Regions from separate parts of the Anas platyrhynchos genome. Here region 1 is linked to region 2. Evidence: chromatin contacts called from public Hi-C data. All regions are on one chromosome and are shown on one strand. The core of a region is the stretch at or near the end of the contact, and the rest is flanking DNA. Distances in the headings are between cores, read along the strand shown.

Region 1 (6,957 bases), core at 163-2,662, 220 kb before region 2:
GCAAGATAGCCAAGCACCGGTCTTTGCACTGTGAAATATCCAGGATAGAAATAGGACAGATGTTCAATTTCTGTTCCCCTGATGCTCAATTTCTGTTCCCTGTTCCACTTCTCCATACAGCAGCCGAAGACATAAAAAGCAAGAAAGCAAGCAAAAAAAGACATACACACCCCAATTACAAATATTGAATGGCCCTGCTGTTTTACTGGTAGTAGTCAGCTCAGAACAGGGCAGCACTAACATTAGGACATCAGCAATAACATTAGGTAAAAGCAGGAACTGGCTCATGACCCTGGATCAATGCGTTGCCAGCTCTACCAGCCATTAAACTTTCAGGAAGAAAAGCAAGGTGTGCTATTGTTACCTTGCTTGAACATGCTCACACGCTGATTCCTATGACCTGCAAAATTGCCACTGGGCATGAGCTAATGTAGCATTGGGCACGAGCTGGCTTTCTGCCTGCCGCAGAGCCAAGGGGCTGGGGAGCGGTGCTGCACCCTCCTGCCTGACTCCCTCACATCTCTCCCAGCTGCCCTCCACGTTCCCCTCAGGCACATAATTATTTCTGAAGCCTTCATTACACTTTCAGACTTGGATGAATGAATTTCAAGTACTAGAAAGTTAACAAAGGATAAGACAGAGCAAGCAAATGAGACATTTTCTTTTTTAGAAACTAGGTTAAAAATGCTTCCTCTTCTCTCTCAATTGTATCATCAGTAAATTCGTGCTCCCACAAGCACAGGTTACTACAAACGTGATTGCTGACATAAAGCAGAACAAAACTCAAGCAGAATTTAGTTTCATAGTTCCTTCTTTTGCCAATCACCTGATAGTGCAATCCTCTGCACAAGACAGGACAGGATTTTCCTAGAGCCAATTATCTGCTTTTTGGTCACAGTATGCTCTTGCTGGCATTCAGCCTGAGATATTGCAATGTAAGGAATACAAAAGTAGCCCCCTCTTCAACCTCTCTTAACAAAGATATTCACAGAAAAAAATAAAACCATTAAACTATATAGTAGTGAAACCCAAGCCAGTAAGATCTGGTTGCTGTTTTGGCAGACTGGGAGGCCCAGGGAGCAAACTACTGCTAGTAGCAGCCTGCTGAGAAAGATGTTAGGGTGAAGATTGGAGCCATGACTGTAGCAAGCAAGGGGAAACACCAGAAACAGCCCCCAGGAAGAGGGGCTCCTTTTCTACCTAAAGGGGTTGCTCTGAGGAGCCTGAGAAAGGTGCTCCACCTTTCTCCAGCTTCTAAAATGTCCCCTCAGGTCTGTGGTTGTTGTCTGTGGTATCTGACTCTATGCACATCAGCTTTCCTACACTCAAAGTGACTTGTGTCCTTAGGCTCGTCACAGAGTACATTACTTGGGCAACCATCAGCCAGCCAAAGGGAAGAGGAAGTTGGTTTAGGAGAAGCAGCAGATGTGGCAAGCTTGCTCAACCCTGTGGTTGAGTTTCCAGTCCCAACGGGAAGATCTATGCCATCCCTGGAGGTGTTTGAGATGTGTGTGGATGTGGTACTTAGGAACGTGGTTTAATGGTGGACTTGGAAGTGTTAGGTTGATGGTTGTATGTGATGACCATAAGGGTCCTTTCCAACCTAAACCTAGATCACGATTTGCGAGTGACCGTGGCCAAGCCTCTTTGCTGCTCTCTTAAGTTGCTGCATGTATGAAACAGGTACAGTAACTTCTCTCTGCCAATGGTGTCTGGGGGACTTAATCTTTGTGTGCTTTCAGATCCCTCTAAATGCCACTAAGTGAATAAGATTTATTGACATTTCTTTTATCTGCTGTTCACAAGCACCTGAGCCCAGGAAAAAGCAGGTGTTAACAGCCCTTGTCACCGCCCCAGGCTAAGCAGTGACAATCTCTGTGACCACAGTCACAACAGCACAGCAAATACAAATACACTCTGGAGAGATCCCATAATGAGCTGCAGGATTTAGTGGTAGGATAGAGTTAACAAGTTGTGTGTGTTTTTTTAATAAGAGGGTTATTACATAGAGGAAGAGGATAGCACATCTCCCAGGTTCATGATTTGGCTTAGCCTGCAGGCTCAAAAGCAGTGGCATTGTGCTTCTTCATAACTATAAATGATACACGTATGATAAAACTGCAGCTCTCCCAGTCCCTAAATCACATCAAAATCTAGTTATTATTTTTGGGAAAATTCAGATTTTCCCAGAGTCCCTAAAACCTGCAGCTGTCACTGACCAGCAGCAGCGATGTTCAGCCTTTCTGAATTTTACTCCTTTTAGTAGTCACTGACTTCCAACCAGTGACTTGTAACATGACTGACTCCCAAATGCTCCATTGTTTTATGCGTTTGCAGCTTCCCTGTGACACCATATGCTAGCTCCAGCTGGCTGGCCCCAGTGTGCTCAGTCACTGACCCAGCTGTGCACATGGGGGCACTGCAGAAATGGGGAATTTGGGGTGCTGTGCCCAGGGTGAAGAGGACATGACCCATGATGGCAGAGAGATTGCAGACCATCCCCAAAGCACCTACCCCAGGTGCAGCACTGCCCCATGTCTGCTCCAGGGGACAATCCAGCAGGGCTGTACCTCCTGGCCTCCTGACAGATACACCTGAGAGACCTGAAACCAGGAGCAACCTGTTTTCCTTTCACAGTGCAGTACATTTGCAGCACATTGTATTTGGGATCAAAGCCCAGCAATGCTATACAAAACAGCTTAACCTCCTGCTTTTCAAAGGTCAGGTGAACATAGCTGCAAACAAACACCAACAGAGCACATGTACAACAGCACCTTCCTCAAAACCAAAACATATACAAACAAAAAACAACCACCACCATCAACAAAAGCACTCCTTGGGCTCACAGAACTGCTACTTGGATGAAACACCAAGCTCAGCATTGTGTTATTAACCCAGCAGGCAGCGAATTTGCTTGCTTCTGTCAAATACATACAGACAACTCTGTGGCATGTTTAGAGAAGCTAGCCCAGGCCAAATGCTCACGTTGCAGCCAGCAGCTTTGGATGAGATGCTGACTCGGGGGGCTACTGGCAGATGAGGAGGTGAAGGTCTTTATTCCCATTAGCATCTGTCCTAAGTGAATGTGCCCTCTCATCATAAAAGCTGGAAACTAAATCCAGGGGGAAACGTGCACAAAAAGGCTGAACAGATAATCACATCAATCCACTTAAATGGGAATCTGAGTCAACAGATCTAATAAACGGGGGTCAGCGGACCACACAGATGACAGGAGCCTTTCACAGCTGCACTATGGCCTTCAGTCCCTCGAGATCACACAGGCAGTTTTGATGCAATAAACTGTCTCTCCAGGCACAGGATTTCACCACTAGATGTCAATGGTATCTGAGTTTTGGAAAGAGAAGCTACAGCTACGAGCAGATTGGCTGCAAGAAAAGTTTGTTCAAACTGGCAGCAGCTTTTGCTGGAAGCAACCACACCAACCAAGCCCTCTCCTTGGTCAAAATGATGATGTGCTCCTTACTGAGATGCTCCCTGTAAGAACCCTGCCTGTCTTTTCATAAAACTTGGCACTGGCGGTTTCTTCTCTAGTTCTTGTCAGGAAATGATACCTATGATATCACTCAACTTCCCCAGAAAGCCTCAGCATTTAGCCCAAGTCTCTCCTCATTTGCACTTGCACAAACACAGATCGAGTCTCCTGGACTCACTCATATCACTCTGAGAATTAATCCACACTGGCAAAAAGCATAAAAATAAAATTTAATTGGCTAAACTGAATTATACTATTCAGCAGAAAATCTTTTTAAAGTTAGCTACTTCGCTTAAAATGAAGTAAACCTCATCAAATAAACAGTAAGCAAGAATGTCTATATTAATTCTAAACTATTTTGAACTCATTCAAATCATTCCTAGTCAAGTCATATGCCTCTCTGATAGTTCCTATCATCACATCATCATCTGTTTGGACTTACATAGAGGCTTCCAACCAATAATCAATAGGTTAACGTAACTTTCCATTGTTGCTCTGAATGAAAGGGGAGAGATTCCCTTACAACTGTAGCTGGGTTTGTTTCAATGGAAGCTTTTTCTGAAGTGCTTGACATAACCATAAGATTCCACATTTTCAGGGGATTTATGGCTGACAAACTGTCGCCCTGAAATGCTGAGCCAAATCCCTCAACAGAAGTTTGTTTGTCCTAGTCACCTCCACCGACAGCACTCATCATGGGAGCAGGCCTATGCAGGAATCAGGCCCAAGTGGCCTCAGCAGCAGTTTAATTGCTCATCAAGCAATACAAACCTTCTTCGTGCATAAAAGAGAGCTTGCACAAATATTTGTTAAAAGCCTGTACAACTTACTGTGGAACTGCTTGATCTGGGGTTTGATATTCACCATCCTTTGTCATCCCTAGGTTTGAATCATCACTATTTACATTTCTTGGTAAATTCCCCTCCAGCTCTGTGCTCTCAAGCCATCTGTCACAGCTGGTGGTGCCTCTCTCAAGAGACCCTTAGGTTAAATGGGTGACTTCTGTCAGTGTCACTTCCCCATGACAAGTAAGGCTCCATCAAACCCATATTCCTGTGGAGAGGAAAGGACCTGCACCTGTGACAGAACAACAGCAGGAGGCCAAGACAAGAACCCAACCTGCTCAAGTTTTAGAAGCCTTGACAACTTTCTGCAAGAATTCAAGTGCAAGACAAAAAGAAAACCTGTTCCAGATATCATACAGTTCATACCCCGTCTTTCCACAGAAGTAATTATTTAAATCAATCAAGGGAAGCTACCAGAGTAACCGTCCTTTGGTGTTCTTCTGCTCATTTAGTTCTGCTTCATTTCTTACTCATTTTAGACTTGTGCTTCTCCAACCTTCTGTAAATTAAAGGTCAAAGAACTTGCTACCAAATCTTATTCTAAACATTGCTGAATCAGTATTTCTTAGCACCCCAGGACTGCTCTGATTCCGTCCTTCAGAGATAGCTGAAACTTTACAGAGAGTTATCAATGGTACCAGGACCTTAAGGCACACTACAGCTAGTCCACACACACAAGGACAAACTGCTTATACACAAACCCTGCATTCTCCACTTCTTACAAGTTAACGACTTAAGCAGGCCAATATACAGGTGCAATCAATCAGACCCACAAAGAGCTTCCCCTTCACCTGCTGGGTTTATGTGGCCTCCTGAATAGCTCTTCTCTCTCTCCTGAGACCCAAATTAAATGGATCTTAAATGCTTTCTCTTGCTTGCTGTGTTTTTATCAATGGTAAGGACAAAAGTTACCTCTACCTTGAGGATTCCCCCTGGGGAAGCAGGACCAGGAAAGAGTTTGCAGCACCCTTCAGAGCAAAGGAAGCTTTCTGAGGCTTTCAGGATTGTCCCCCTTTCCCTCCTTTCATAGTCTGCCTGGGATAGGAGAGGGATGGAAGATAATGCCAAAGCTCAGCCAGTTCTCAAAACTGCAGAGTCTAGGATGATCTGTGAAGGATGGTGCCTCTGCAAATCACTGGCAGTACAGACCTCTGAGGTGGTGGAGTGAAAATGGCAGTGAAAGCTAAAAGCCAGTATGCAGACTGCATCATCCCTGACCTCCGAGGCTGGGCACATGCCAAAGCTCACTTTCCCTAGGCTTTCTGGACTTTTATAAAGGTCTTATGAAGTCCAGCAGCCTTCTTCCAGACTGGAGCGAATGCAGAGGAAAATATTTATCTCCTTGCTTCAGACTGTTTATTTGCCCCGTGTCTTCAGGCCTACACTGATAGATGAACTGCACTGTGTGATTCTCTGATACCTGATACAGCCACGTATTTCAAGGTGTTACTGTAGCTACTTGTGCTGTCAGCGTGACATGGTGGTTGCTGTAGGAGCTGTAAAGGCTGAGTGCTGGAGCCCGAGGAGGTATTGTTTAACCTGCTGCTTTGGGCTGTGTTGTGTGTGTGCTCAGCTGCCTTCCCCACGGCAGAAGAGAGCATGACCCAGGGCAGGTGCTCACTGTGGCATGGAAACCTGCTGAGATGTGAAACAGAGCAAATATTCAGGTTTATTTTTCAGGCTTGGCTCTTTCTTACACAGAGAAGAGGGAATCACCTCTGCACAAGGCAGACTGCCTCAGGGCAGGCCAGTCCTGTTTTGTACAGTTCACCCCAGCAAACTGCCCCCACCTGCTTCCTCTTGCCTTCCCATGGCAGCTTAAACTACATGTTTTTGCCACTGAAGCTCTTTTTTTGGTTGAGAAAAACAAGGGAACCCTTGCCTTAATAATTCAGCAAGACAGTTTGAAGGAACCACGTTTAGAGATCAGCTGCTGAGTGCGGCAGCCTCTTCTTATGGCTCTTCTAGCATAGCTGGAGCTGAGGTACCTGTCCTCAGTCCTACATATCTGCATGGTCCTGACAGCATGGAAAAATCTTTAAATGATATTATAGAGCTGTATCAACATTTTGGGCTTGTACCTTTTCAATTATTCCAGTTTCAATTATTATACACCCTACCTAGATATCACACTGTCACACATACTTTGTTGATCAAGTTTAAAGGTCTAGGTAAGGTTCAGCCACTTAGAGGATGAAGCACTGCCTGTTTATAAAGCACTTCAAACAGACATCACACCATAGGTACCAAGTGTTATTTTTGTGTGAAATAGCCAGGCTTGGCTTAGTGGTTCTTAGTTTATGAGTGGAAAGGATGGAAGGAGCAGACAAGCCTCAGGTGCATTACAGAACACTCACTGCTCATTGCAGGCTCTGACTGTCACACTCCAGACAAGCTGAGAGAAGAGAAAGAAAACCAGAGAAGCAGCAGCAAGGACAAATGATGTGAGGGGAAAGCATTTGCTCCCCTCGCTAAGAGGATCAAGTGCTGATAAGCAGACTCCAGGGAATTTGAAGATAGATGTACTCCTCCCCTCTCCCACAGGGACTTCTCACCATGGCTCCAGGCCCCTCTTAGACTGTGTGGTGATGATAAGGAACAGCTGAGACCCCGTTAATA
Region 2 (6,185 bases), core at 2,371-4,870:
ACCCTTGTGTCACCCATGTAAAGGGTATGAGATCTGCCTTCACCCCATTAGTGAAGTACAGTAGTTTCTCTTTTAAAGAAAATGCTAACAGTTCAATGTTTTTGCTGGATTGTCTTTAATAACAAAAATGGACTAAAAATCATGGAGAGAGCCTGTAAAATAATTTTGTTTTGCTGAGGAGATTTTTCAGTTATATCTGACTTACTGTGACAAAATTGGTATACATATTCATTTCTTAACAATTTTCAATCCAAAATTTTAGTTTTATTTTGGAAGGAAGGGAGTGCCTAGAGTAGAATTTTAGGACCTGTTTGCTCTAGGAAAATCCACTATGATAAGAACTAATATAGGGAACTAAGTTCCGACACTGCAAAGTTGAAAGCAACAGCAAGTGAACTGCAAGGGAAAGTTGAGCAACTAAGACTCTTCGAGATAGTTTGTTTCTCATTTTGCAATTTTCATTTTACCAACTTTTCAGCTTCACTAGCTAGATAACTTTTGGTCTAGAAGTAGCACAGAAAGATCTTCAGTTCTTTTTAATATCTTCCGTTCTCTTTAATATCACCTGTTCTCTTAAATATCTTTATCAATGATCTGGATGAGGGGATCAAGTGCATCCTCAGTAAGATTGCAGACAACACCAAGTTAGGTGCGTGTGTCGATCTGCTCGAGGGTAGGAAGGCTCTGCAGGAGGATCTAGATAGTCTGAACTGATGGGCTGAGGCCAACTGTATGAAGTTCAACAAGGCCAAGTGCTGGGTCCTGCACCAGGGGCACAACAACCCCAACAAGAGCTACAGGCTGGGAGATGAGTGGTTGGAAAGCTGCCTGGCAGAGAAGAACCCGGGAGTATTGGTTGATAGTCGGCTGAATATGAGCCAGCAGTGTGCTCAGGTGGCCAAGAAGGCCAACAGCATCCTGGCTTTTATAAGAAGCAGTGTGGCCAGCAGGTCTAGGGAAGTGATTGTCCCCCTGTATTCGGCTCTGGTGAGGCCACACCTCAAGTACTGTGTTCAGTTTTGGGCCCCTCACTACAAGAAGGACATGGAGGTGCTCGAGCATGTCCAGAGGAGGACAACAAAGCTGGTGTGGTCTGGAGAACAAGTCTTATGAGGAGTGGCTGAGCGAGCTGGGTTTGTTCAGCCTGGAGAAGAGGAGGCTCAGGGGCGACCTTATCGCTGTCTACAGGTACCTTAAAGGAGGCTGTAGTGAGGTGGGGGTTGGCCTGTTCTCCCACGTGCCTGGTGACAGGATGAGGGGGAATGGGCTAAAGTTGCTCCAGGGGAGGTTTAGATTGGATGTCAGGAAAACTTCTTTACCGAAAGGGTTGTTAGGCATTGGAATGGGCTGTCCAGGGAAGTGGTTGAATCACCATCCCTGAAGGTATTTAAAAGATGTTTAGATGTAGAGCTTAGGGATATGGTCTAGTGGAGGACTTGTTAGTGTTAGGTCAGAGGTTGGACTGGGTGATCTTGGAGGTCTCTTCCAACCTAGATGATTCTGTGATTCTGTGATCTTGGTCAATGAATCAGCATTTCTGTCCCTTCAACTGAGGTGTGAGAGCATGCAAAGCCAGATCTCAGGGATATCTGATAGATTCTCCATGAAATGTGAAAAATCCTGGCCAACCTGCTTCATAGAGTTAAGGTAAGAAGTTAGATTAAAATTGAAGTGTTTGAACATAAATATCATTTTTTTGGGGGGGGGAAGGGAAGGGAAGGGAAGGGAAGGGAAGGGAAGGGAAGGGAAGGGAAGGGAAGGGAAGGGAAGGGAAGGGAAGGGAAGGGAAGGGAAGGGAAGGGAAGGGAAGGGAAGGGAAGGGAAGGGAAGGGAAGGGAAGGGAAGGGAAGGGAAGGGAAGGGAAGGGAAGGGAAGGGAAGGGAAGGGAAGGGAAGGGAAGGGAAGGGAAGGGAAGGGAAGGGAAGGGAAGGGAAGGGAAGGGAAGGGAAGGGAAGGGAAGGGAAGGGAAGGGATCAGCTGTTTTTAAACACTTTCTTTACTTGTAAAAGGACTTTGATTCTTCAAGTTAAATTACATGCATATGTACCCTTTAGAAAGTATTTTATAGGGGTGTTATAATGGTTCATTCACTTCAAGTCTGTGGCTATTCTCCCTGATTAATATTACATATCACTTAAAAATAAGTGGGTTAGGAGGAAATTGCTTACAATGAAGCACATGAACAGGCCAGGATCACACTGTTTCCTTCTGGATACAGACACTTCAAGATTGTCTTTACTTCCAGGTATATGAACTATTTCTTCAAGAGATTCTCACCTCATGGGGTGTCCAGGATGAGTTCTGCTCAGGGGAGGAGAGAGTCACTCAGCATTTTCACATTTTGTTCAACAGATGATCCCTCCTTCACCCATCACCTTCTGGGTCTTTCCTGAAACTTTCTGCCCCAGGAACGGTACAGAGGTGTTAACCTCAACAGGATTTCTACCTCAGACATCTAACATATCAGAAATATGAACTTACCTGAGGGAAAGGATGACATTAATATTACTACCATGGGAAGACAGAGAGATTTTCCTGAGGCTAACCACAGACCAGATAAAAAGATAGCGACATTTTCCATAAAACTGTTTAATTCACAGAAGTTGTTTCATCTGTGAAATATTTTTTTCAAAATAATTTCAAGATAGTTTCATACACTAAGCTTCAGCTAGATAGCTTCATCAATTCAGAAATTAACTGATGTCAGGGGACTCAGGTCTTCCTCATTTCTAATGTTATTTCCATTCCTTTAGATATCACAAATTCCTTGCTAAGATGATGGATGCTGCAATAACTTTGGCCTTAGGTATCTAGAAAATGAAGAACACTACTGGTGTTTCAGCTTTTAAAGGCAGATGTTTAACAGTGGCCTACAGGAGTTTCTTATGGCCATCAAAACATGGCCAGTGGCTCCCTGTCTGTAGCATGGTAGGCAACAAAAGGACCATGTCTGAATCCCTCCCTACTGGTGGTGTCTTCCAGTGCAAAGAAAAAGTGTCTTTGATCAATTCCAGGAATTAATGTGTCTCTACATGTTGTTCAAACTAAATTATTTTATTTATTTTTCACTTTGAGCTAAATATCTCTCTCAAAATTAGGTTTAGGGTTTGATTGGGAGGGGCTAATTTTGAATATCTTCATTTTATGCCCTACACCTGCTACATCGTTAATATGCAGTGCATAATTAGCATGTAAATGATTATAAAGTACTTCATGGAAGGTGAAGTTTGAAGCCCAAAACAAGAAAGAAAGGAAAAAAATGAGAGTTTCTAACATTGTATCATTGCTTTTAAAAGGAGTGAGACCAATTTACAGAAGCAAACCAACCATTAGGGACCTCTTTTCCAGTGAAGGTAGTTACAGTAAAACCACACTTTCGAACATTGTCCTCTTAGACTTCATTCCTAATCTATTTCATCCGTTTTATGTTTCATTTCCAGCAATGAATAAAACCCTGAGGAGAAATAAAACTAATTATTTGTAGGTGGCCCCTCACGATCTCCTATTTGACTGTGTCAAGCCAGAGTCATTCTGCTGACGCACCTCCCGTCAGCCGACTGTACAGTACAGCGGTGGCTCTCCTTCCCTCATTTTGCTTTCCCTTTCCACTTGGCAGAGGTACGTGTGTGGGATTTCAGAGTTGCCTGCCAACTTTGAAATGAGAGATGTGTCCAACTCTTATTGGTCGCTCTCAATTTGTAAGGGATAAAACAACAATTTGAAGTTTCAGACAAATACCAGGAAGGAAAAAAATTCTTTGCTGTTGATTTACTGGAACACACTATCATCAGGACTTGAAGGGAGGGAATTTAAAAAGAACAAATTGCATGGATTACGCAAGTTATTAACTTTCCAAGCTGATGAACAAGACCAATAACGCACACCCTAGAGTAAGAACATAGGTAACAAACATCCAGTTCACAGCTGCCATGTCTATCTTAAAACCGATCTCTGTATAACTTTCTAGACTAACCAGTTAATACACTGGCTCAAATAATGGCTGAATTTTCCCCTTCTCCTCTGCTCTGGACTCTTTTTGACCTCTAAATAGGACTGCATCCAAAGTTATCCTCATAGCACTGTGCATTTCCAGTTTAGTTTGCAGCAGTGGTTGCATAAATTAAAATTAAGAAGCAGCTTTCTGATGCTTCCTAAATCATATCCTTAATTATGTCAGGGCACAGCTAGTAAGATTTTAGGGATTAGACCCAAGATCAGTCTAAACTAGCTTTTGAGATACAAAACTTAAGAAGGACATCAAACCGTTTTTGAAACATAAGCTGGAGACTGCATTTCCCATATACAGTATCTCACCTTTAAAATATGATATATCAGTTGGGGAATCTTATTCTAGAGACATCATAAGATTTTTGTGGGAGTTGCAACAGAAAGAGTAATAAGAGGTCTATTAAACTTGGAACCTAATGGTGGACTACAAAGCACGAATGTATATGCAGGGCTTTGCTGAAGACTGAGTAAGTGTGAGATATGTATCTTGCAGCAGCCAGTGAATTCACAGATTTTTAAATAATATCTATATAAGACTCTTTCTAAAATAATAATAATAAAATAAAATAAAATAAAATAAAATAAAATAAAATAAAATAAAATAAAATAAAATAAAATAAAATAAACCTCTTTTGAAGTAATATTATACAGGGTAAAAGAGTAAAAATAACATAAATATCTTAAAGTAAGAAAAATGTTTTTACCAATTTTTGGCCTACAAAGAGTTCTGCTATTTAAATACGACAGGACGTTTTCTTTATTCTTAGGACTTCCTAGGCAGTTATCTCAGCAGCCAAAGAGGACCTCATATAAGTTAGAGAAGAAGAATTTATCCTGGCATAAAAACTACTGATTAGCTTTTTAAAAGTGGTAGGAGTTCATGTTGCTATTTTTAAAATTCTACATTGATCCAAAAAACCCACGCCATTCCTAAGAAATGAAAAATACTCTGAAAGCCTGATAAAACTTTTGGGGGGAGGGGAGAGAGGGAGAGTTTTTCTCCAAACAGTTTTCCACTGCCAAAAACATAAGTAATTTTTCAGTCCAAGTAATTCATTTGAGGATAGTTGTTTTCGCATTATATCAGAGATCATTTCGTACTCCTTGTATTCCAGATGGTCCTAACAGGCTACCTAGTGCTTGTAGGTACAACTCTGGTACAGCTAGGAATCTCACAACCTTACAGGTGTTTTACCATTACCCCAAACTGGAGCTCTAATGCCCTTTGTCTACTGCAGCCTTCTATAGCCTTCCTGTGACTCCCAAAATTGCCACCATCTCCCATGGGTTCCCATACTTTTCTGTTGGAAACTGAAACAAAACTGCTTGCAAAGACAATTTGCCCACCTCTGTACTAGAGGTATAAACTAAACATGTGGAGGCAATGTGTAAAGATGGATACTGGTTTCAGTAGACTGGTTTCAGTCTTTCTGTATAGCAGTTTATTTTTTTTGGTGCATTTCATATCCATTTATTTTGTCCATGAATGCAAAGTACTGGTAGTTCGAAGACCAGATATAAATTCCCACAAAAAGGATGTTTCATGTTCTTCTCCTTTCCCTGCTCAATGGAAAAGCTGTGTGCAGTACTGCTTATTATGTTCTAGCAGCTTTTTCTTAACACAAGGCATAGGACAAGAGTTGGACATTAAATCCCAGCAAGGTAGTATCCTTATATTTAGATCACTGTATCTAACTACACCCAAGCTTTAAACCAGTCATGGCAACACCAAGTTTAGGATAAGCACTCAGTTAACTCCCCCACTTTCCTAGGAAAGCTTTGCACTCTATACTGAACCATCTGTTACCATGAATATGCTGGCAGAAGATGCACAAGATAGCTACTTCATGGGACAATGACCTCACTCACTACGTTTACTCCAAAAATCACTAGTATGGGGTCCTGGTGGAATTCTTTTGTCACTGCCTTCAACTTCCCATAACCTCACACCCCCAAGACCTTGAAGACAAAGAACTGCCAGATTTTTACCTGTGCTATGTAGGCTGAAGGAGGTCAGTCTGGTGCTCTCCTGGCCTGCCCATAGGTTAGTGTGTTAACTTTCAGCCTCCTTAGCCCCCATGTTTCTCACAGAAAGTGCCTAATTCCCCTTCCAGAACATGCATATATGCAGCATGCTTTTAGATGACTACTGTTGTGTTCAGTGATGCAAATATACT

What was found. A called contact is a pair of places that touch in the nucleus more often than the background predicts.
Region 1: a contact with region 2 is called in a Hi-C map of skeletal muscle, with 2.7 times the contacts expected there. The contact joins two enhancer-like sites. A contact is called at or near these places in 4 of 8 Hi-C or Micro-C datasets (F1 follicle, F5 follicle, skeletal muscle and 1 more).

What each region holds. Positions count from the first base shown.
Region 1 is chr2:126,506,511-126,513,467 of IASCAAS_PekinDuck_T2T, reverse strand. No RefSeq gene overlaps it. Among named protein-coding and RNA genes, the nearest start is that of CDCA7L, 50 kb to the left of the region's middle. Within about 2 kb of position 1,412, at least 1 of the 8 cell types and tissues checked has an H3K27ac peak or open chromatin away from gene starts, as enhancers often do.
Region 2 is chr2:126,287,611-126,293,795 of IASCAAS_PekinDuck_T2T, reverse strand. No RefSeq gene overlaps it. Among named protein-coding and RNA genes, the nearest start is that of IL6, 29 kb to the right of the region's middle. Within about 2 kb of position 3,620, at least 1 of the 8 cell types and tissues checked has an H3K27ac peak or open chromatin away from gene starts, as enhancers often do.